2 separate regions of the Bos taurus genome follow, and region 1 is linked to region 2. Evidence: chromatin contacts called from public Hi-C data. All regions are on one chromosome and are shown on one strand. The core of a region is the stretch at or near the end of the contact, and the rest is flanking DNA. Distances in the headings are between cores, read along the strand shown.

The links. A called contact is a pair of places that touch in the nucleus more often than the background predicts.
Region 1: a contact with region 2 is called in a Hi-C map of skeletal muscle, with 4 times the contacts expected there. The contact joins the promoter of LOC112444593 here to the enhancer-like site in region 2. A contact is called at or near these places in 2 of 11 Hi-C or Micro-C datasets (liver and skeletal muscle).

The regions. Positions count from the first base shown.
Region 1 is chr27:14,953,741-14,958,385 of ARS-UCD2.0, forward strand. LOC112444593 reads left to right here and starts at 1,352. Exons shown (of 3, transcript XM_024986340.2): 1 at 1,352-1,478; 2 at 2,125-2,571; 3 at 4,594-4,645. The coding sequence starts at 1,352. IRF2 (interferon regulatory factor 2) reads right to left here and starts at 1,985. Exons shown (of 9, transcript NM_001205793.2): 1 at 1,814-1,985.
Region 2 is chr27:14,852,091-14,856,271 of ARS-UCD2.0, forward strand. No RefSeq gene overlaps it. Among named protein-coding and RNA genes, the nearest start is that of ENPP6, 13 kb to the left of the region's middle. Within about 2 kb of position 2,406, at least 32 of the 102 cell types and tissues checked have an H3K27ac peak or open chromatin away from gene starts, as enhancers often do. A contact at or near this core is called in liver and skeletal muscle, where this site is marked.

The DNA of each region.
Region 1 (4,645 bases), core at 102-2,601, 100 kb after region 2:
CCACACTGGAGGGAGGAGGCAGGAGAGGGAGGAAGCGGGGAAAATGTCCCCAAGTTCCAAACACTATCCTTTAGTGGCAAAGACGACCGAAAACCACGCCGCCAGTACGTGGCCACCTCCACTGCCAGTGCCAAGGGTCACATTTACAGCGATGACCAGGGGTCCCGCCGACACCGGCTGACCTCGGCGCCTCGCCAGGTGCCCGGAAGGCTGTTTATGCGCCCGGCTCAGGCTGCCTGCCTCCTTTCCGCTTCTTCCCCTCTAAAGGGGTAAGGGGGTGAGGGCGCAGCCCCACGCAGCCACACCTGGGGCCCAAACTGAGATGCCGGTGCGTCCTGGGGGGGAGGTGGGGGGAGGTGAGCTGCGTCCTGAAACCCTTCCAACTTGCAAAAGACTGCCCGACCCCTCTCAGAGCCGGCTCCCTGGCACAGCGAGCGGCCGGGCGCCACGATGGGCCGCGGCGGGCATCGCTTGGTGGGCGAGCCCGGCCCGCGAGGCGGAAAGGAAGTGGCGGCCACGGCTTTGCACCAACCACGTTCGGCCGGCTGGCGAATGCCACTCTGCGCCCCGAGCGGGGTCGGAGGGCGCGGGGCGGGCACTCGCGTCCCCACCCCGCCGCCGCCCGCGCCCCGGAACCCCCAGGGGACGCCGGCACCCCCAGCCCCGGGCCTGCCAGCGGGGCGCCGCTCGGTCCCCAGAGGCTCCCCGCCCCCACCTTGCCCGCTCCGTAGCCGAGGCGGGTCAGGCCGAGCGCGCGAGGCCGGCCCGGGGGGCGCCCGCGGGGACCCGGAGGCGCCCGGCGCTAGGCCGCGGCCCGGACCGCTGACCCCTCCCGGGACTCGCCGCCCGAGCCCCACCACCTCCAGCCCCGCGCGGGGACAAGTGCAGCGACAAAGCCCCAGGGCCAGGCCAGACACTGGCCGGCGGGAAGGAGGACGCCGCGTCCCTCCCGGGCGGTGGCGGCAGCGGCCCAGCCCCCAGGAAGCCGGGCGCGCCGGCCAGGCCCCGCGCGCAGCCCCGATCGGAGCCCGCCCGCCCGGCCCCCGGCCGCTGGCACCCGATGCCCGCGACCCTTCCCCGAGCCCCGAGGGTGGGCGAGCCCCGGGGACCGCCCCCGGCGCCCCATCAAGTTTCCTTCGGCCGCGGCGGGAGGCGCCTCTCCCGGCCCGGGCGCGGGGCGCAGGCTGCGGGCGAACGGCGGGTTCCTGCCTATTTACGCCACAGGCTGCCTGGAGAGAGGCGCTGCCGCCGGGCGAAGAGAACGACCCGCTCCCGTCCTTCGGATCCGGTGGCGCCGGCATCTGTAAACACACACACACACACACACACACGCACACACATGCACGCGATCATGTTGTTTTTAAAAGGAGGCCCGACTCCAGCGGACCTGCTCCCCCACAAACACCACCTGGGGCGCAGGATCGCACAGAGCAGGTCTGTGTCCATGGAGCCAGCTCTCCGCATCTGCAAATCCAAAAGTGAAATTAAACCTCCACCAACCTCCTCCTCCTCCTCCTCCTCCTCCTCCTCCTCCTTGCAGCCTCAGCAGCAGCAGCAGCAGCAGCAGCAGCAGCAACCGAACCTGCTTCCCCTAAAACCAGATGATCCATAACAGCGCCGACTGTTCCTCCAAAAATCAGTATTAATATTTATGAACCTCAGCATTTTCCGTCTGCAAAACATCGTGTCAAACCATCAGGACGCGCGCGCACGCACACACACACATACATACACACATCCCCTCCAGTCCTAAACATGCCCTCGAGAAAAACACACACGCACAGTCCCGACTATTATTTGAAAAAAATGTTACCTCTCAGTGTGCTTTTTTCACGCTACCAATACAATTCCGCAAGGCTTAAGTGTTGCTAAGGTGTGTGAAATGGAAATGAAAGCCCGTCAGTTGAATAATCGCAGGAGCAAAACTAAAAGTTACTCCCCGGCTTGCCTGAGAACAGTCCAGATCGAAAGCAAAACAAGGAGAGGAAACTGCGAAGCGCCGAGGCTGGAAATCCCCCCGCCCCCCGCCCTCCCAGAGCCTGGCTCGCTCCCGCCCGCCCTCCGCGCTCCCCCCGCCCCCCCCCCACCCCGCTCCGCCCTCCTCCCTCCGCCCTTCCTCCCCAGTGTTTGTTTCAAGCTTGTGCAACCGGGAGGTGCAGGCGGGGGGAGGCCGCGAGCCTCCCGGCCAGGAGGTGCGGAAGTTCGCCGCCGCCGCCGTTCATTGGCGGGCAGCGCCGCTTTCATCATTTCTCAGAAAAGTCAATTTCATTTTCACTTCCCCACGTCGCGGCCGCGGGAGCAACAAGCGGCTGCTCGTGAGTGTGCTGCCCGCGCACCCGGGCGTTCAAACCACTCGAGCCGGGGGGTCCGGGGGCGGGGGGCTCCGGGGGCGCCAGCTTGGGCTCCAGGCGTCAGCTGGTTGGCGGCAGGCGGGGAAAGCAGGTACCCTACCGACTCCCCATACTAAAGGGCGACCCGAAGGTCGGAAAGGAGGGAGGAGGCTGGCGGCTCGTGGAAGCAACGCTCTTGCCATCCCGTCGGTGGGGCAGGTGTTTACAGCCTGTTTTCCGAGTGAGTAAAACTTCACTTTGTAACACTGCCCACTTCCAAGGAACACAAAGAGCAATGAACTGACAAGACAGCATTACTTAGATACTAGTGCACTACCTGGGCCAAGCGACGCGTCCTTAACCTTATTTAAACCCTTATCAGTAGCTGAGGGTGTAACCATTTGAGGGGCTGCTGTCGTCTGGGACCCTGTCTGGGGGCGATAAGGAAGGCCCTCCCCTAGAAGTTCCCTGCCTGCAGCTAAGATGGGCAAGGGTAAGAGCGGATTTTCCTGAAAGATGTCTCACTGTGGCTGGACCAGGAGACAAGTTTATACTGGAGTACTTCCAGCCAGGTTCCGATTTGGCCTCTTTAACTTACTACCTGGCATTCCCCAGTCAAGTTGCTTAACCTAAGGCCTCAGTCCTCAATGCCCTGAAATGGGGATGATTTAGAGAATGCAAGAGTGCTGCACCAGTTCCCTTCAAAGGGTGTTAGCTCAGACTAACACAGTTCACTTGGGACCTGTCACTTTGGGGTCCCTTGCTGTAAAATAGAGATTCTGACCTCGTTATACCTGTTCCTTCCCCCACATGCCTTTTCATTGGCCTTCTCCCAAATCTCTCTCCCCTCACACAGGAAGTCCATTCCTAGGAGGCCATAGCTACGTATGTGTAAACACTTAACCTAAAAACATAGCTCCAGCAGTCCTCTTTCACAGAAGTATTGAGCTTTACAGACGGGTAAAAGTATCTACGTACGCACATGTGGTGAGGAGAGGGGCGGGTTTAGGATTCTGCTTTGTGGCTGTGGTCCCAGAAATAGATCTGCCATATTCTGTTACTTTTTATCCCCTCTGATAGAATACTATTTGCTACAGTCACTCACTTTCTTATTTCATAAAGCAATGACTGTGATAGATGATTAGAGTAACTATATACAAACTCTGCAGAATTTTTGTCAGTCTTTACCCACCCTGTGGACCCCAAGTAAGAAACCCCGTGGTCCTTAATGTTTTCCTTCCTCCCAACACACCACCCATCATATGGACCTGTTGATACTGATTCCAGATATCTCTGACCCCACCCCCTCTCCCACCCCTCTGCATAGCTTCACTGAGTTATGGCAGTGGCCTGGGGACTAGGCTTCTGGCTCGAACTCGAACTCATCTGGGTTAACATCCAGGTTAAGCAGAAAATCAACTTCAGGTGAAGCACAATTCCAGTCCTAACCCCGCCCCTCAAAAATTTCTCCACGGCCCTCAGAATAAAGTCCATATTATTTTCAAGACATAAAAAGCCCGTTATAATCTGACATTAGACCTCTTTTCCAGCCTCATCTCCTGCTACTGTGCCCCACACCACTCCCTTGTCAAACCAGCTTCCATTCCTTTTTGTAAAACAACAGAGCCATCCTCTTGTTCGGCATTTTATCCTCTGTGTAGTGCCCAGCACAGAGGCTCTCAGCTACTTAGGAACTAATAGTCGTTTGCCCTTGGTTCTCAGAAAATATTGTAGACTTTATCAGAGTATTTTTAATAGAAATGTAATTGATATTTGTTGTGTAGAATACAGAAAAGTTGAAGGAAGACTATGACACCTGCAATTTTACCAATAAGGAATAGACCTGAAGATATTTTCATGTATGTCCTTTCAGTAATTTTTGTAAAGAACATTTTTGTTCAGCATCTCTGCATCATTTAATTATCGCCATAATACGGCCTGATGCCTATGTGACATCCTTCTGTCCTGTCATATTGCTTTGCTGGTTCCTCCTCTGCTGCCAGCCCCCTAAATTATGGTGTGCTGAGACAGTCTAGCCTCACCCCTCCTGTTCTCTCATTCTACATGCTTTTTCTTGGAGTGCTCTCACCTACACCCAAAGCTTTAGATATCACTATTTGGTGATAACTCCAAAATCCATACCTTCTGAGCTCTGGGTACATTTACCTTCTAGATTTTCCTTGGGTACAATAAATTATTTATGTCCCAACTAAACTCATAACACTCTCCCCAACCAACTTGTATTTGTTACTTCATTAACCAGCAGGAAATGGGGAAGCATCACCAACTCCCATCTTTCCTGAGTTCATGGAACT
Region 2 (4,181 bases), core at 1,156-3,655:
GGCTGGGGGATCTGGGAAATGTGGTTTGCAGGCTTCCATCCCCTCTATAGAGAAGGACAAGGAGGTGGGAATGGAACTGAGAGACTATAGAGGAACAGCAGGGTGCTGGTTCCTCCACACACACAGGTGTTTCCCACAGATGTGCATGTATCTCCAGATGCTTTCTACTCCGGTCTATCTGAAGCAAAGAGAACATAGGTTGAATGTTTCAAAACCTCTAACAGAACATTACCTCACCACATTTAACCATCTGATGACCAAACCGCTCTTCTTCTCGGCCATTTACTCCTTTCTTCCTTGGGATTGGCAGGAAATATGTCAATGCTGGTAATAACTTGCGTGTCACACTCCTCTTTGCAAAACACCAGTTGAATCATTTTGGTTTCCTTAGAAACAGGGACACTGGGGACCTCGCATCTAGTCAGCAACACAACCAGTTTCCATGCCCAGTCTATTCCACCCGCACATCAATATGGGTGAACCCCAGTGACTGGCCATCCCTCTCAGGGCTGAGAGACAAGTAATCTTCACCAAGCCTCTGTCCTGGGCCAGGCGCCACGCTGTGTGTTCGCACACAGAATCCACTGTAGTCTTCCTAACTACTCTGACTGCTAGGGGTGGGTGCACCCATTTTTCAGAGTAGGAAAATAAAGTCCAACATTATAAATGGGACAGTCAGAGAATCTGAACCCAGGCCTGACTTACTCCAAAGCCAAATTATTTCCATAACACCCGCAGCCTCTAGATCTACCTTGAGATAACTCCCAAGCATGTAAAGAGCAGGAAGAGGGCTGGGCAGAAGAAGACGAGAGCTGAATGACTGGTTGGGACAGGAGTGGCAACAGAGCAGGGGCTGTGATCGTCACCACTCGTCACAGCCGTCTTTCCGCTTGTGTCCCCTCTCCCTGCCAGTATCTCTCAGAGGTTGAGAGAGGCCTGGGTCACTTGCTTTTATTATTTTTCCCAGAACACAGTATAAGTTTGAATTTGGGGTTTCTGTTGATCTCCCCCACAGTGGGTCCCTGGGCTCCCCCTCCTTCTGTCTGCACCCCGATCTGCTGGGCTCCAAGGGGCAAGTGTCTTACATGACACATGAGACCTCCTCTTTCAAAAGGTTGTAAATACAGCTGGTCAGATCCCAAGCCTGCTCTTTAATTGCTTTCCCTCAGGACCCATTACATCACTCTGCACCCAGGGGAGGGTCTATAAATATCTTCTGATCAACTGAAAAAACACACAAACCTTTTTTTTTTTTTTCTAAAAAAAATCCTCATCATTTTAGGAAAAGAGTGACCACTAAAGTTGATTTCATGGGTTCACTTTGGGATTCGCAATGTTTCACACAGCCACAAAGCATGAAGCCTGTGGCATCGAACAAAATGAAAGAAGCAAACCATAAATATATATATCATTTTCTAAAATCTCTTCTTTTTAAAATTTCATGATCTGAGACAGTGTTTCCTGCCTGGGCAGCCCTGTAGTCAGGTCCTCACCCCACACACATTGCTCTCCTCTGAAGAAGAATGAGAAAGAAAAAAAAAAAAAATGGAAATCTTGTGCTATTGGGAAACTGCTGGCTAAAAACTCCGTCTATCTCAACACTTTGTCCTCCTGACCCAGTTCTGTGAGATATCTTCATGGTCGAAAGCTTTACACATTTAAGCCAAACAGAACTCAGAATCCAGGAATGAGAGAGAAAATGAGATGATCTGAGGTGATAAAATATGCTGTTTTAGCCTAGTCTTCCCTTCTACGTAGATATCATTTACAGAAAAATGGTTTTAAACACCATGTTATGAAAACCCATCACTGGGAAGCAATTCAGAAGAGGTTTCCTTCCGGCGAGGAATCTGGTGCAACTTTTGGAGTTTCACATCTACCATATTTTCAGCAGCTGATCAAAAAGTCAATAATGTTTCCCGGACAATTTTTCAATTTTACACCAGCTACCAGACAGATCATCCTAAGGGTCTGAAAACAATATATCCCTAGTGGTGATTTCTTAGAAGCTTTGAAAGACTTCTAAGCTGAGACAGCTCAGTGAACTCCATATGCATTTTCAAAATGTCACTATTCTGCCTTCAATTTTAGTTCCTCTTTCAGCTGTGGGACAGCAAACGCTGCTGCAGAAATTAGCTTCTCGCACTCCTTTGGGGTCTCTGAAGAGAAATGGACAGAGAGATGTGCATATAATATTCTGTCTCTGGGCCCATGGGCCTGTGCCTGGGGTGGGGCGGTGGAGGGCTCCGGTGACCTGCAGTAGTTCTCCGCAGGGGTCAGATGTCTATTGCCTCAAGAATCTACCCAGAATGTTGGGGAAACTTCTCTTGCAGAGTGATAACAACTCTCCCTCCTCCAGCTCAGGCACTGGCCACAAAAGACAGGAAGGAAGTCACAACTTAAAAATAAAATTCGCACATAAGCATTCAGCCAACGTTTTAGTCTTAATCAGAGGTCTGTCTCATGGTGTCCTACCCCGACCTTCGTCCAATGTCATCAGCAGTCATCTGGATATTCAGACACCCTAGACCATCCCCTCTGGCCGGGATCTTCCTGGGAGAGGTGCCCCCCAACCCAGAGCCAGTGTGTCGCCCTCTGCTGAGAAAACCCTGCCTGTGGCTGGATGTGAGTCCCACACCCAAACGCTGTAGGTTGCCGCTGTGTCCATCCGCCTCGGGATGAATTCCCCAGGCTTTAGGACCATGTCTTTGGATCTCTTCAAGTTTCCCTTAAGGAGGGTTTTGGAACTTGCCTCCTGGCCACTAATGATGGAAAGCTTGTCACTGAGAAACTTTCAGTAAAGTCTCTGCTTTTCATTCAAGTAAAGGCTTCCTCCCCTGGAGCTTGCCCCATCTGGAAGTGGTCCCCGGGCACCATCTGGTCACACGCAGAGCCCCAAACCAGCCAGCTTTCAGTGTCTCCACACAGAGAGAAGGTGGGTTTTCATACCTTGAAGTGAATGAACTACTCCAAACAGCCTTTCAGTACAAGATCTCTGTTCCAGCTTTCGATATGCATATTTATTCTCTCTTTTTTTTTTTAGATCACTTCCTGGTAACAGCCAGGACTCACAGAATGACTGACTCATTTCATATTCCCCCTAGTTGGCCTCAATGCCTACCCAGCTTCCCTGATGGCAAGGCTCTGTTACCCAGAGGTTGGTGTGAAGCCAGCAGCAGAGCCATCTGGCCCCCAGGATGTAGGACATCACCATTTGAATCCACTGATCAGGGTCTATGAAGAGACCGCGGTTTGTAGTCTGGTGCTTCATGAGATGAATTGTCTTTCTTGTGAATGTAGACTCCAAATCATCACTCCATACCAACGAAATTAAGTCAGACACCTCTCCTTAAATCTGCCTTCAAAAATTATTTATCTCGGACAATTCACAGACTCAGTCCTTTTCCTACCCGCTGGCTTGTATGAACTGTGTATTTATTTGCTGACTAAAGTTCTTTCTTTAGTCCTGGTGGCACAGAGTCCTCCCTGCCCCCACCCATGCTGGAGGTTGCATAAACAAGCTTATCTTTTGGCAATGATTTTTCAAAAGCATATGAGTCCTTTTCTTTCCTCTCCGTCCCCCAGGCCCCCATCCTGTACTGTATTGAACTAGTGTCGGCTTCCCAAGCTTTTCTCCAGAGCATTGTGCTGGAATAAGGTCCATGGAAAAACACCGCCTGATGGGTTTGCAGATGCGGAGGGACGATGGGATTTCAGTGGATCGTGGAGAACACCGCTCTGCCGTGTTAACGGAAGGTCAAGGTGCACTGTACTCCATTCATGTCCTTCCTTTAGAACACAAAGGCCAACCTGATTCTCCCCTTCTCACCGTACCAGCTTCTGGACCTTGGTAGCAGATAGGTGTGTCAGCATGGTGATTTGCTGAACCAACTAGTGAGCAAATATTTCCTCTGTAGGTGTAGCTTCCCCAGCCAGGGGCCTCACAGTGAGAATTACCTCCCTGATTCTTTCCTCCTCTGGCCTTTAATAAGCCCCAATGTCAACCAAGTTTAATGGATCCATTTTTTTTCAAGCCTTCCAGAGAGAGAGATTCATAATTGCTCCAGAAAGAGTTCCTTAATGTTCATTAAATCCAGTTTACTTAGGTATTTGATCTGTACCTTATCGGCACACAGTCCATTCTGAAGGAGATCAGCCCTGGGATTTCTTTGGAAGGAATG